Linked DNA regions of Rattus norvegicus: region 1 is linked to region 2. The links are chromatin contacts, called in public Hi-C maps. All regions are on one chromosome and are shown on one strand. The core of a region is the stretch at or near the end of the contact, and the rest is flanking DNA. Distances in the headings are between cores, read along the strand shown. Region 1 has its middle 45 kb from the start of Lppos. Region 2 has its middle 34 kb from the start of Lpp.

Region 1 (3,083 bases), core at 344-2,843, 140 kb before region 2:
CCCTCTGCTTGCTTCATGGGCCCACACCAAGAGTCTCACTAAACGTGATGCAGAAAGGCCCGTGGATCCTTACAGGGGCGCTTGCGGGTGCTGGCTCTGAAGAGAATAGGACACTGGTTCACACCCCAGGGCTCTGAGACTGGAAACAGGTTGCTTGTCCCCTCTGAATGTTTGGTTCCTCATCAGAGATGGGTGGAGGCTATTAATAGCATGTTTTTTTTTTCTTTCCTGGGGTTGTTTTGAAAATTGAAAACAAGCACAGAGGCCAGGACGTAGGAAAGGCTCGATTCGTGTTAGCGCTTATTAAAAAGCTGTAGCAGTTCATGTGCCCCGGGGCGTGTTGTTATTTCCTCGGAGTTCTGCTTTCAGTGCACAGTGGAACTAAAGATAACCATGCAGCTCTTGTCTCTGACCCGCCTGGGTGCTCTTACTAGAACGAAAGGAAAAAGGAAATACACGGTGGCCCAGAATGGGGCTCCAGAGAAATCCAAAATGAGCTGCGGTCTAAAAGTGACTTCTTCTCTCCAAGCCTATTTTTAGCCAGCTGTGAACTTCTCTAATACGCAAAGAGTGATGCTGGGCTCCCTGAATAGCTCCGCTGACGAGCTCCTGCCTGCTTCTGCTACTATGTGAATTTATGGAATTCTGGTCTCACACTTCATTAAAGAAATATACGATGGCGCAGAGACAGGAGGCCAGACACCTCTAACTCTTGTCTCCATCTCCCCGTGATAAATCTTAGCAGTGCCTCATTTGTGGAGGAAAAAGGAGTAACCAGTGAAGATACTATCTACAGACCCTTTATGGATAGCTTGGCTTCGCTTGCTTTTCCTTCTTTTCTTTGCTCTAGATCTTTCCTTTTTTCTCTTTTAGAGTTTTGGGGTTTTTTATTTTTAATGGATAACTTTGTTAAGAGGTCATAAAACAAGAAGTCTGGTCAAAAGTACCCTCAAACCTGTAAGATACAAGTTTATAAAAAAAAAAAAAAAAACCTAGATAACCAAGGCAAAGGAATTGTTTTTCACATAAAATTTCGCTTATGGTGGCCCAGAAGCTCAGTAGTTCACTGTAACCATGTTGAATCAAATTTGTTTAATCCAGATTGGATTCTGGTGACTCCATTGCCAACCCTCACACCCAGTCTGGTGCAGAGGGTGGGATGGAAGGAAGTCTAGTATTTACGTCACAAAGCAAATACTTCTAAGAATCCCTCGATCTGTTTCACCGCCCTTTTACCGTCTTAGCTAGTGGCCGCCCACGGTGGCTTGGAGAGGTCAGACTTCCAAAGAGTACCTGTCACAATCCTGATGAGTAGCTGCTGAAGAACAAAAGAAAGCTGAGTGTGGTGACCCCAGACATTCAATCCCAACGCCTGAGAGGAAGCCCGATATCTAATGAGACCGGCCTGGTACCCAGAAGGAGCCCTAAGATAGCTGAGCTATAGTGAGGCCCTGTCTGAAAAACAAAACCAAACAAACAACATAAGGAGCAGAGAATGGTTAAAAAAAGTGCTGGGGCTGGAGCTCAATAATAGGGCGCTTGCCTAATAGATCCAAGGCCTTGGGCTGAATTCCAAGCACAACAAAAGAAAGGACAACAGCCAGAGCTGGTTAAGGGACCATCACCAAATGACAGACAGACCTGCCCAGTGGTTCAACTATCATTTCTTCTATAATTCCTCTTCCATGTAACTCAGGTCCCCACTCTTTCCTGCTCGCCCGAGTAGCCCTGTGGTACAGGTTCCCTTCTGTCTTGACTTCCTGCTCACTTGCCCAGCTTCTTGATTATTGTTAAGCCCAGCGATCAGGCAAATGCTTCATTCATTATTCTCTTGTTTGACCAGCACAGCGCCTGGAATATATTGATCAATCTATAAGTAACTTGTTTTTATCAAATCAATATATTTTCAAAAGACAAAATCGATTTATTTTCCACCATTTGGTTTTATCTACCTAGAAACCTAGAACCAGAGTGACAGCATGTCAGAATGATTTCCCCTAATGCCAATTAAAGAATATCAGAGATATTCTGTTTAGCCTAAAATATCACAAGTTAATTTTTAATGGGTCGGATCTGTAACTCCCTCTAAAGCCTTTGACCTCAAGAAGGAATGAAGATCCAGAACACAGAATTGTAATAATGACACTAGGAGGACCTCTCTAGGCTGGATGTTGAAAAGTAGGGTCCCCGGTGACAGAGAAATGGGATCCAAACATGGTTTCTGAGAAGCCCTTATAAACCTTGGGTACCCTTGGGATCCTCTGTTGCATTCTCCCAGTCCCTACTTTGTCCTATGTCTTATGCAAGGCCACAGATGCTAAACCAGATTTGTATGTGCACACCTATGCCAGGAATGTGAAAGAGTTGTGACAACAATCATGCCTGTAACCAGAGGAGAAATTGGAATCAGAGTGCACCAAGTTAAAAAACCTCTGGGAGGAGAGAGTGCTGGGGGCTCACATCACACTTAACAGGGACCTTAGATTTGAGGCTATAGAGAGTAGACATCACTGCTTGAACAAGGGAAGATCGTTTTTGTGTGGAGATTATATGCACCAAGTTGCCTGTTGTGTGTATGTTTGGGGGGAGGGGGGATATTCCCATCTGACCGCGACAGTCTGAGTCTGACACAGAGTAGTTCTTACCACCAACATTGCTAGCAGGAATGTGGCTCACGAAGGACACTTGGTGATGTTGAAATCCAGACACGTTAACTGATGGTTAGTGTCAGTTAACAAGAACACGTCAGTCACTATTTTTATGTTGACCCTCTTCACATCCCTGCCTCTTTTGCCTGTGGAAGATTTCTCCAATCAACATACTCCATCTCCTCAGCTCTGGCCCCTGGGGACCCATGCGGATAAGTAAAGGGCAACAAAAGAGTCCCTGTCACAAGTACACTGGAGGGTAGACAGGTACATTCACTTCAGAGGATGAAGAAAAGAGGGTCTAAATTCAACAAATGTACAAACATCCAGGAGACCACCCATCGATGCTCTAAACAGCTGCAGGGCTCTACATGCCACATGGTATGATGTGTGGGCGATCCTGTTTGTTTAAGTAAAATACAGATATATACTTTA
Region 2 (2,993 bases), core at 218-2,717:
GGCCCTGGGTCTTAGCTTTCTTCTGCCTAGGGAGGAGACCACCTGTTTCTTGTTTTCATTCCTTTTTTTTTTCCCGTGTGGTGGACTTTCTGTTTTGAAACCAGCAACCACTCAATCTTACGACGTTATTTACTGAGAGCTTTTGTGGGTGTGCAAAGCTGTGAAAAGGACATTACGGGAATGGCATGAGTGGGTGTTGAATTTAGTGGGCCCTAAAGAACGGGAGGGACCCACCCGGACTGTATCAGTGAGAGCCTTTGAAGACAGAACAGTGGCCTTTGTCATCTTCCCCTCTTCTCTACTCACCTCCCTACCAGATTCGCAGCCCTGGGAGGATGTAGTTTCTAGTCACAAGAAAGTGTCACTCCCCACAGTTGTACTCTAGAGCATATCATAGCCCGTTTACAGTGACAGGGATATTTGTTTGTAGTGTCTCCGTTTTTCTCCCGGCACCAACTTGAATTTACTAGTGCACACACAAAAAAAAAAAAAAATCTGCTTCAATCGTCCTGCTCCCTGGGGCACATTCTGTGCATACAGTGACAGTCTGCCTTGCTGCTGTGAAAATACCCAAAGTCCGTCGCCTGGCACTGTGTGTTCTTTCCAGAATTAAGGTCATTCTTTACTGCCCCTGGGTGCCAGCCAGCTGAGCTGTACCCTGGCCTTGGATCTGTCCCATCCCGACGTTGTTCCGGTACGTCCTGGTGGTGGAACACTCACTGTCCTGAAGCCACCTGTCATTCCCCCTGCTAGAAATAATCTTCCCTTTGCTCGAGCCACATGCTGCTCCGAGTGGGAACATTTAGGACTCATCACATTGTACCTCGAGCGTCTGCCACTGTCCGCTTCTGGAGGGTGGGGTAGCCTCTGCTTACTTCTGGCACCTTCTGCCGTGCCACGCACATGGGAGTCCTTCCAGCATGTTTTTCATGAGTAACTGTTTTACTTTTAGTTCATCTCAGCAGTTGTACAGAGTTAGCCTCCTGAGCTCTTGGAAGCTCCGGCGAGCGTGTGCAAAAAGGTCTACTGTGAGGAAGCAAAATCCAGTGACCTAGTTACAGTCTGTTCCCTGCACTCGTGCCTCTGAGGCGGTGCTGGCCTCAGCTTGAAGAGAGATGCTGTCTCTTCAAGGTGCTGGCTGTTGGCATATCTTCCCATGGGGCCACCACCTTCTTCTCCTTTAAGTATGATAACAGCGAGTTATCATGTAGAAAATCCAGTAATGGCTGACTAGAAATAAAAAAACAAAACAGAAACAAACAAACCAACCCCCAAACCTCACAGTGTCCCTTCCCGCTGTGGCTGTGAAGCCTGCCCTGGTTTAATCTATGTGACATTGTGGAAGTATCGTGCGCTAGTGCGAGTCAGTCAGAACTGGTAGAGAAGGCCACTGTGTCCTATAGGCCGGCTGTTTTCATGCTCAGCACTGAAACTGAGCTGCAGCACACACTGTCACCATTGCTCTGGTGCCAAAGTGGACTCCATGGTGGCGTAATGATTAAATCCAAAGGGTTTGGGCGTCCTTTTTGTGCCTGGGCTGTGCTTCGGCAGCAGCGATGTGAAGAAAGCCACAGAGCAGTGACATCATAGGCACCGGAGTTTAACATGCCGGTTTCTGTAAGCATGTGGTGCTTAACCTTATGAAGGGCAGGGTGTGGCTGCCAGTGTAGCAGCAAGGCATGCTCTACCCTTCTTTCTGGTTGGAGTCCTAAGAGATTCCCAGGGCTTTTGTTCCTTTGAGGGAAGGTTCTGGAAGACTACAGCTGTCCCCATTTATAGTAATGGATCTTATCTAAGTCAGGCTACCAATGGCGAGGGAGACTTCAAAGAGCATTGCCTGGTGGTGCCTGTGGCTCAGGGGTAGAGCCTCTTTAGACCTTGGGATTAATTCCCAGCACCACAGCAGAAGAAGAAGAAGAAGAAGAAGAAGAAGAAGAAGAAGAAGAAGAAGAAGAAGAAGAAGAAGAAGAAGAAGAAGAAGAAGAAGAAGAAGAAGAAGAAGAAGAAGAAGAAGAAGAAGAAGAAGAAGAAGAAGGAAGAAGGAAGAGGAAGAAGAAGAAGAAGAAGAAGAAGAAGAAGAAGAAGAAGAAGAAGAAGAAGAAGAAGAAGAAGAAGAAGAAGAAGAAGAAGAAAAGAAGAAGAAGAAGAAGAAGAAGAAGAAGACCTGCATCCTGCCTTCCAGTGTGCCACGTGTAGCCTAGAGGTGTCTGGGATGGACAGGAAAACTTGAACATAGATGTCTGACCATACTCAGAGGGCTAATTCGAGCTTTTCCTCTGTATTATTTTGTTTTGTTTTGTTTTTTTCTATTTTTCATTTTATTTTGTTCTCTTCTCTTCTTAGACAGTTTCATCACTTAAATGATTTCCAAGCACTACAGTGACTTTGAAGCAGGGCAGGAAAATACAAAATAGAGAATAAAATTTACCCCAAATGCATTCTGCTTTAACGATCATTGTTACAGTTTTGGGAAGAAGTTTTTCAGCTCCCCATTCCTCCTTTCTTCCCTTTCTCTCCCCCAGCATGTGCAAATGGGCGTGTGTCCCTGTGTTCACATGTATGACTGTGTTTACAGTTTACAGTTTTCGACGACAGTTTTCACTAACGACATATCTTGCACGTGATTTTTCTTTAAAAGCAACAAAAAAGTATGTGTCTGAGTGGTTTGCTCCCATGTATGCCTGCGTGCCACTGTGTGCTTGGTGCCTGCAGGAGCCAGAAGAGGGCTTAGGTCTCCTAAATTGTAGTTATAGATGGTCGTGAGCTGCCAGGTGGGTGCTGGAAATCAAACTCCGGTTCCCTGGAAGAGCGGCCAGTGCCTTTAACTACTGACCCACGTGTCCGTCCTCTAGAGAAGCCTTTAAAGAAACCAGAGCCACAGCTGCCACATGTGTGCACGTAACATTGCACGCTCAAGTGTAGAGAGATTGTGATGTGTAATCATGGTCATAAGGAAGAGAAGTTGCTCTTGCAGGGCCGTGGTAGAGGTGTGG

What was found. Hi-C and Micro-C count contacts between places; a contact is called where the count stands out from the background.
Region 1: a contact with region 2 is called in a Hi-C map of liver, with 7 times the contacts expected there. The contact joins two enhancer-like sites.

The regions. Positions count from the first base shown.
Region 1 is chr11:89,973,376-89,976,458 of GRCr8, reverse strand. No RefSeq gene overlaps it. Among named protein-coding and RNA genes, the nearest start is that of Lppos, 45 kb to the right of the region's middle. Within about 2 kb of position 1,593, at least 14 of the 93 cell types and tissues checked have an H3K27ac peak or open chromatin away from gene starts, as enhancers often do. A contact at or near this core is called in liver, where this site is marked.
Region 2 is chr11:89,837,950-89,840,942 of GRCr8, reverse strand. It overlaps a transcript of Lpp not described here. Among named protein-coding and RNA genes, the nearest start is that of Lpp, 34 kb to the right of the region's middle. Within about 2 kb of position 1,467, at least 29 of the 93 cell types and tissues checked have an H3K27ac peak or open chromatin away from gene starts, as enhancers often do. A contact at or near this core is called in liver, where this site is marked.